Regions from separate parts of the Sus scrofa genome. Here region 2 is linked to region 1. A link is a contact called in public Hi-C data. All regions are on one chromosome and are shown on one strand. The core of a region is the stretch at or near the end of the contact, and the rest is flanking DNA. Distances in the headings are between cores, read along the strand shown. Region 1 overlaps SLCO3A1 (solute carrier organic anion transporter family member 3A1). Region 2 has its middle 58 kb from the start of SLCO3A1.

The links. Hi-C and Micro-C count contacts between places; a contact is called where the count stands out from the background.
Region 2: a Hi-C map of skeletal muscle shows a contact between it and region 1, with 2.3 times the contacts expected there. The contact joins two enhancer-like sites. A contact is called at or near these places in 2 of 47 Hi-C or Micro-C datasets (heart right ventricle and skeletal muscle).

What each region holds. Positions count from the first base shown.
Region 1 is chr7:86,984,503-86,988,990 of Sscrofa11.1, forward strand. The region is part of intron 2 of SLCO3A1 (solute carrier organic anion transporter family member 3A1); the gene reads right to left. Among named protein-coding and RNA genes, the nearest start is that of SLCO3A1, 120 kb to the right of the region's middle. Within about 2 kb of position 1,994, at least 32 of the 83 cell types and tissues checked have an H3K27ac peak or open chromatin away from gene starts, as enhancers often do. A contact at or near this core is called in skeletal muscle, where this site is marked.
Region 2 is chr7:87,159,539-87,163,948 of Sscrofa11.1, forward strand. No RefSeq gene overlaps it. Among named protein-coding and RNA genes, the nearest start is that of SLCO3A1, 58 kb to the left of the region's middle. Within about 2 kb of position 2,308, at least 4 of the 83 cell types and tissues checked have an H3K27ac peak or open chromatin away from gene starts, as enhancers often do. A contact at or near this core is called in skeletal muscle, where this site is marked.

The sequences.
Region 1 (4,488 bases), core at 744-3,243:
TGGGGAGCTATTTATACTCTTACAGATTAATCTAGACCCCCCCGCCCCCCGCGCTTCACTTCTGTGTAAAGCAATTGAACTACAAAATGTACTCTGTGCTTCATTATGCTTCTCCAGTAGGCTGTGATCATCAAAATGCTCCTTTTTCACTTGAAAGTTTTTATTTAAAATAAATATAAATGCAAGAGTTATTGCATTTATTTAGACATAAAATTCTTATCATCTAACTACTTCTGTGCATACTTAAAAAGAAAACCATAAGCAACACAAAAAGATTAAGACATTTCAAAACTACTTCAGAGGCAACTCTTTTGGATCATTTACAAAGAGTTTTTTTTAATGGGTTGAACATCTGTGTCCCCCCAAAATTAGTATGGTAAAATCCTAATTCCCAATAAGATGGTATTAAGTAAGAGGTGGGGTTTTGGAGAGAGAATTACTTAGGCCATGAGTGCAGAACACTCATTAATGGGATTAGTGCCTTATAAGTGTGACCCCAGGAGTTCCCATTGTGGCTCAGTGATAACGAACCTGATTAGCATTCATGGAGATGCGGGTTTGATCCCTGGTCTTGCTCAGTGGATTAAGGATCCAGCATTGCTGTGGGCTGTGGTATAGGTCACAGATGCGGCTTGGATCTGGTGTTTCTGTGCCTGTGGCATAGGCTGGCAGCTGCAGCTCTGATTCAACCCCTGTCCCAGGAACTTCTATATGCTATAGGTGCGGCCCTAAAAAGACAAAACAAAACAAAACAAAAACAAAAAAACAAACAAAAAAACAACTGAGATTCCAAAGAACAAACGTGTCCCTTCTGCCAAGTGAGGACACAGTGAGAAGCCAACCATCTAAATGAACCAGAAAGTGAGTTCTCACTAGACACTGAAACTGCCTGGGCCTTGACCTTGGACTTCCCAGCCCCCCAGCCTCAACACTGTGAGAAACAAATACTTGTTTAAGCCAGGCAGTCTGTGGTTATTTTTGTTACAGCCGCCTAAACACAATAAGACAGTTTTAAAGTCATTTATAAAGTGATTTGATTTGAGAGCAGAGTTCAAAAATGCAAATCATGTCTCATCTCTCTTGCTGTCCAAAAAAAGAGGCAAGAACACTTACACGAAGCTTTTGTCTTCTCCGTGACTAAAGCTGATCTTTGTAAGTAAAATGCCATACAAATGTGATCTGTGATGCAGCAGCCAAGCTCTCTGCAGAAGCAAGGGTTCAAAGTTTTTTGCATTCTGCAAAGCGCCACCTTATCACCCAGCCTCGTGTTGAAAGCACCTTGCCAGCTGCTGGCTCTGAGAAGTATCACCAAGGCCCAGGCATGGATTCCTCCCACTGCTGAGGCATTCATTCTAAGGCACCCAGGTTAATTGGGATCTGGGAACGCTTACTGCTCCTCAGGGAACCATTGAAGTAAAATGTTCCTAAAATTTGCATTCGAAAAGCACATCTCTGCCTAGTGCCTTAACACAAATTCCAGCCCACAAAATTCAGGCACTGGGCTCAATACCATAGCCTGGACTGCTCAGAAGCACAATTTTCTGCCCAGATCCAAGAGGGATTTTTCCACCCAGGCACCCTGGGACACAGTGATGCTGTGCTGTGTTCAGTGAGAAGAACAGCTCACTGAGAGATGCTGGTGCTTGTGATGCATCAGAGGATATTTGTTTGCCAGTCATCAGAATCCTCCTCGGGTTAAACTCAGTGCTGTCCACACTCCCTGAATGTGGACCACTCCATCTGCTCTGGAGTCAGCGCTGGCCTCGGTCAGTACCAAGCCTCGACCCCTCTTTCCTCCGTGTCCCAAATCTGTCACAAAGCAGAAACGCCCTGACCTCATCACCAGCCATGAGTGCAGGCACCGTGCAGCGGGAGCAGCTAGCCCGAGCCCCGGTTTCCGTCGGGGTCATTTCTCAACCTAGCTCCACTCAACCTTGTTACTTCAGATCAGAGCTGCCCATGATTAGCTGGGCACAACTGCCCTGTGGCTGCCAGAAGGAGGCCTGGATGGATGCCTTCTGTGTGACTCACTGAAGGAGCCAGGCTGAGATGAACCACACAGATTCTAACAGAACTGCCTGAGAAGGATCTTGAAGGCAGCCAGCTTCACAAGGTCCCCTTCCCGGCTCCTCTTTGCGCTTCACCCCACCCCCACTTCAGCAAAGCTGGGAGCTGGAATCACTGTTCTCAGGGCCCAACAGTCTCAAACGACTGGCTCACTCCTGCCAGAGGCCTCCAGGAGCCAATTCTGGGAGTAGAAGCCACTCAGAGAAAAGCACCTACACCAGCTCCCAAGAACTGCCCCCAGAGCGCACGCACACACACACACGCAGACACATAAACAAGAGGCCCACACACACACACACATACACACAGACTCTCACTCATAGACTCATACACACAGACTCACATTCACACATAGACTCATATACAGACTCTCACACACAGACACAATCACACAGAGAGAATCACAGACTCACAAATTCTCACACACACATACCCAGACTCACATACAGAGACTCTCTCACACATACACACTCAAGAGACACAGACTCACGCACTCAGGCTCTCACAGGCTGCCTGCTAACTTCCCACCATCCAAGTGTGCCCATGGGCAAACCTTCTTTTCCCACTTATTGCATCCGCACAGGTTCCGCCCTAACGCAAGTCCTGCCAATACCACCATGCAGGCCAGGCCAGGCTGGGCGAAGAAAAAGGAGGCAGCTGGCAAGACAGCAAAAGAGGCATGAAGGCAAGCTGGGGACGCACGGGAGTGGGTGAGGAAGTGAGCGGTCAATGAAGGACAGGGGAGAGAGCTCGAAGCTGAAAAAGCCACAGAGACCCAAGTGAGATTGTTCCTGGTGAGAGAGGATATTTATTTTGAGCCATCAGGTCGAGGTTTTTTTTTTTTTTTTTTTTCGTCTTTTTGACTTTTTGGGGCCACACCCTCAGCATATGGAGGTTCCCAGGCTAGGGGGTCTACACCACAGCCACGCCAGATCCGAGCTGAGTCTGCGACCCACACCACAGCTCACGGCAACACCAGATCCTTAACCCGCTGAGCAAGGCCAGGGATCGAATCCACAACCTCATGGTTCCTAGTTGGATTTGTTAACCACTGAGCCACAAAGGGAATTACAGGTCTAGTTTTAAAAGTCCTTCTTCAGTACCGCAGAATGCGGGGACTTGAGCAGGATCTCAGGCTTCTAACTCATTATGGGATATTCAACCATGTGAGGGGCTAAGGTCTCCTCAGCAGAGCTTGAGGGCAAGGGCTGGCTTGGGTTCCCAGGCACAGGGATGGGGGGTGGGTCCTCAGGTGTTTGTCCCCTTAATCCCACGCCTTCTCGGATTCCCCTGCTCTTTGAGGCACTGGATTTAATGCACATCTCTTTCTTCCCCAAAGTTTCTGAAAACTCTGCCCACCATGGTGTCCTGGTCTGTGTGCTGTCACTGAGGAGACAAGTCCCCAGAGCCCATCAGATGGGGGTTATGGCCACGACTCGCCAGAGAGTCAGCGCAGCACACATCAAAAAGTCTAAAGGTAGGACTCGAGGCCACGTTCAAAAATGCATGGGAAGAAAGCCCAGAGCCAGGAACAGTATGAGGCCTAAGACGGCCTGGATTCCAGTCTGACGCCAGCACCTGCTCCTCTGGGGCCATGAGCAAGTTACCTGTATCATCTGAGCCTCTGTGTTCCCATCTGCAAAATGGGAACAATAACAACTTTCCTGTGGGGATCAAAGGAAACACTTCTCAAGAATGTACTTGGCAGCGCATAAAGGGCAATACCCCTTAAAGAGGGTATTGTACTAAAAACCACTGACTCCTCGTGGCAGAGAGGGGCTGCTGTTGACTAAGATTCTCTCTTTCCATACTCAGCACTATTTCCCAGCCTCCCAGGGACACCACAGGGCAGCCCTTCTGCCAGGTCCCTTCCTTTTCCTCAATGCAAATGAGCCCAGCAACCACACACGTGACATGTTGGATATGGCAATAACGAAGTGGAAAGAGCCACCACCCCTTGGTGATGAGCAGCCCTATGAGTAAAATCTGTTTTGGACGTCACACAAGTTAGAAATAAATATTTAAGCAATGACGTATGTGAGGCCTTGCTTGTTATAGCAGCTGCATCTCAACATTTACCATACCCGAAAAAGGGAACTGTAAAATGTATCACTTCATAATAACCAGCGACAGCAAAAAAAAAAAAAAAAATCAAATGACCAGACCATTGTATCTTTTACTTTTATCATTGTCATTTTAAGAATTTGCTCTTGATTATTTCCACAGAAGTCATGTGACCTACGGATCACTCCAGGGAAGTTTATAATCTTGAGTGAGTTTTTTGGTGCCACCACAGGTTCCCTTTTCCTGCAAACTTATTTTCACAAGTTGAAGACATGCAGATTCCCCATCCAAAAAAGTACAACCTACTGCAATAAAATCACATAATGCAGTCCCCAGTCAGATCCAGTGAGACCTCGA
Region 2 (4,410 bases), core at 1,058-3,557, 180 kb after region 1:
CTCTGGAACTTGGGAGACTTGGTGGACACAAATTAACTTGCTTTAGTCCATCTGCCCCTTGTCTCTTCATGTTTACCTAAGTCCAGAGCTCCTGATCATTTCCTTCTGTTGCACGTCTTACTATTTTCGTTAACCATTCTTTCCTCCTATGCCAGAACCACAACAATGGAAGTCCATGTGAAATCTATATATAGATAATCAATTGCTCCTGTCCCTAAGAGTAGGAATAAATGTTTCGTGCTAATGGGATTAGTGAAGGGCAAAGGATCAAACTCAATAAGCTGTATGCTAATAATTAGATCTATTTTATTTTATTTTTTACTTCAGTCACAAATATTTCCTGCTAGTTTGTTTTTAAGGCAGTGAACAGATAGTTGCAAACAGACTGAGCTGTCCGCTGGGGAAGGCAGAGTGGACACTGAGGCATATGGAGGTAAAGGGAAAAATTCAGTGATAATACAAGGGCTGAAGGTTTACTATTATTGTTAAAATCTACAAAAGTCAAGGTTTATTAATTACTAATTTAAGCCTAAGTAAAATGATAAAGGCCTAGTCCCGACAGTCTTTATAGCAAAGAGCAGTCCAGCCACCATAGCTGGAGGCAACCAATTCTCAGAAATGGATTTGCTCATTTATATCACCTGGGGACTGAGGTACTGTGTACCGTGCATGCACTTTATATATGTTGCCGTGTGTAAATTTTCACAAGCCTCCTGTGAAGTAGGTGTCATGCTTCTCCCAACAGAAGAAGAAATTGGAGCAAAGAGAGAGCAAAGTAACTTGCGTGGCCAAAGGGCTCATGAATGTAAAGGCCAGAACTTGAATGAGATCTGCCATCTGTGAGACCAAAACCTTCACAACATACCCTTCAGCTGATTCCTGTGGTTCTCTACATCAATATTAAAATAAAAATTGAAATACATTAAAAATATACCATTGGATATATTTAAGGTGTACAACATGTTGATTTGATACATTTCTATGTTGTAACATGATTGTCCTTGTATCCTCTATCACATCACACTATCATTTCTATCTTTTTTTTTGTGGCAATAATTAAGATCTAGTCTCTTAGCAAATGTGATGATTATACTATAATATCACCGTCTATATTCACCACACTATGCATTAGATCTCCAGAACTTATTTGTCTTCTATTTATATTTGTTCCCCTACACGGCATCTTTGATCCATTCAATCAACCACTGCAGATTCCTTGCCCTTTAGATGGTCACATCCTGTTCCCAAAGGAGCAAATTAGGCACCTGTCTCTGGTGTAGGAGGTGGGACCGCCCAGAGCTCTAGGGGTGCTCATTGCTGGCTCTGTTGGGTGGTGGCAGACAAAGCACTTTTGCAAGATGTATTAGTGTTCCTGAGAGTGAATCCAGGAAGGGCCAAAGATGCTTTTCTCCCTTGGAATCCCTTTCCCCTTAATCTGAACTCATATGGATAAAGACGATAATGAGGCACCAATAATGAGTGCACACGGGGGGCTCACAGCATGTTGACAGATATGAGAAACCACTATGCTCCTCTCCGACCTTCCTAAGACTCCAGCCAAGACATTTCATGTGCCCGTCTCTCGGCAGGAGGGGCGTCCATGCTTGTCTGCAACAATGAGGTGAGTGAGACTTCATGACAGTTATAGCTGACTTTATGAAAAGCTATAACTTTAGCTTTTTTATGTTTTAAAACTTTAACATACACAACTGGGTAGTTATCTCTTATGAAACTACTCTGCTTACTTAAATAGTCCTTGAAAATCATATAGGGCATGATTTGGGTTATGAAAATTCATTCAGACTCAAACTTGAGACCCAAACATGGAATATGAAATAAACAATAGACACAGGCTTACCCATAGAATTGGAAGCTCATGGTGAGAGAAATAGCACAAACACAAAATGTTGGAAATATTTGCAACCCAGGTACAGACTAAAATACATGTTTAACTGCTCTCCTGCATGTGAGGTTGTCGAGGCTTCTAAACCTGCCTAGGCATCCTCTTCTGGCCAAGAGCAGTGACATTTTCACCTCTTGCCATCTCATCCTCTAAAATCTGGGACAGCTAGCAACATTATCCATGTTTGGGGCTGGGGAAAAGCAAGCCTCAGCCCAAGGGCACAAGTGGGTTATCGCCACAGAACTGTCTTAGAGAGCTGCTGAATTTTTTAAGTCCACACTTAACCCTCAGGCCCCAGGCCTGCCCTGGTTCAAAGCAAGGGCACCGAGGAACACTCTGGGCTGTCCATATCCCTGCTACTTCACAAGGATCAGATGAACAGGTCACACCATACCCCACACCGGTCATACCATCTCAGCAGGAATTTATTCTGGGCTCTGTTTCACAGATACTAACACTCACCACTCAGTTTCAGGACTGGAAATAGCACAGGCCCTTTTTAGAACCTACAAATGGCTCCCAATAAGCTCAACTTGAATTAAAACCCTGAGCCCCATTTTGAGGATTTTCCAATGTCAGCCTGCTTATGCATGTGGATAAGGTTTCTTTCCTTTTCCATTTCTCGCTTTTATGCATTCATTGCTCAGACTTGGATGATGCTGCCAATCTCTTCTTTGAAATTAAGCTTTTCTCCCCACCCCCATACCATCCTATTAGAAGTGGACCCTCACCAGGTCGATGACTCTAGTTTTACTTATGTTTGTATCTCCGTAAGTAGCCCATTCCTTGAATCATGCCTTCTGTGACTGTACCACCAAATGTTAAGATAAACTCTAAACCCTCAGTAATTAAACTAGTGTGAGACTGATGCACAAACAAACAGATTCCTGGGACTGAAAAGATAGTCCAGAAACAAACTGAAGGATACGTAAAGATGGCTTGTGGTAATTTGTGCCTTTTATAGATACTTATTGGGCAAGTGCATGTACCATTGCATCATAGTGGGAAAAACTGGTGAATAAGCCAGATACCATCCTTGCCCTAATGAAGCTTCCAGTGGATGGTGGGAAAAACAAACTTTAGGTGAATAGTTTTACATGCAATAAATGCTCAAAAGGTTTATGTTTTGTTTTTTGTTTTTTTCTTTTCAGGGCCACACCCATGGCATATGGAAGTTCACAGCCTAGGGATCAAATCAGAGCTGCAGTTGCCAGCCTACACCACAGCCACAGCAATGCCAGATCCGAGCCAAGTCTGCAACCTGGATTGCAGCTATGGCCATGCAGGATCCTTAACTCACTGAGCGAGGCTAGGTGTAGAACCTGCATTCTCATGGACACTTGTGTTCGTAACCCACTGAGCCACATTGGGAAATCCAGAAGAATTAGATTTTATGCTCCCATTTCAGGAACTTTACACTCATTGCTCCCTTCATTTGGAATTCTCCTTCCCTCTTTCCCCAAGATATTGGCATGACTGTTTCAGATCTTGCCTGAATGTCACCTCTATAGAAAAGTCTTCTATCATCAACCTTTCCTAAAGATCAGGGTCTGTCACCCTCTACATTGAGGCTCTTTATCTTTTATTTTTTGGCTACACTTACCTACATAATATTATGTTACATAATAGTGTGTTATTTCATGTTATTTGTTTATTGCCTATCTCTGTCCCAAGAATAGAAGCATTGTTGAGTTTTGTATTCCCAGCCCCTGGCAGAGTTCTTACCTGCAGGCAGGTACTGATCAAACATATATATAGTGAGTGAATAAGTAAGAGCTTGATGAGGAAGGAACTTTCCAATCAGCAGAAAAGTCATACGCATTAATTAATACATGATTTGCAGATAATTAATTTTCCATATACTCCTGCATTAGTCTACATTGATGATAGGTTGCTCAGTAAATTCATTAGTGAAGTATATATGAAAAAAAAAGACATCATCAATGTATAGCCAGTTGTCTTATCACAAAGTGATTGCCATGAAACCACTACTGAGATGTAGAAAGAGAATATCAACAACTCAGCAGAGGCATCTCTTGGAATTCTGTCAGTTTTGGTGACCAACCATTCAAGTTTGTTTGGGATTAACCAAGTCGTAACATTGAAAGTCCTGTGTTATGGTTAACTCTTCAGTCCCAGGCAAATCAGGATGGTCAGCCACTATATTTTCAGTTACTATCCACACTGTTCTACGAAAGTGGAAATCCCCTTTCTTGATTTCTAATACCATAGATTAGCCTTATCTATTTTTTAACTTCAAAAAATAAAATCGGAAGTTTCCATTGTGGCACAGTGGAAATGAATCTAACTAGTATCCATGAGGATGGGGTTTCAATCCCTTGCCTCTCTCAGTGGGTCAGGGACCCAGTGTTGCTGTGAGCTGTGGTGTCGTTTGTAGACGCGGCTTGGATCCTGTGTTGCTGTAGCTATGGTGTAGGCCCGTGTCTGTAGCTCTGATTCGACCCGTAGCCTGGGAACTTCCATATGCCTTGGGTGCAACCCTAAAA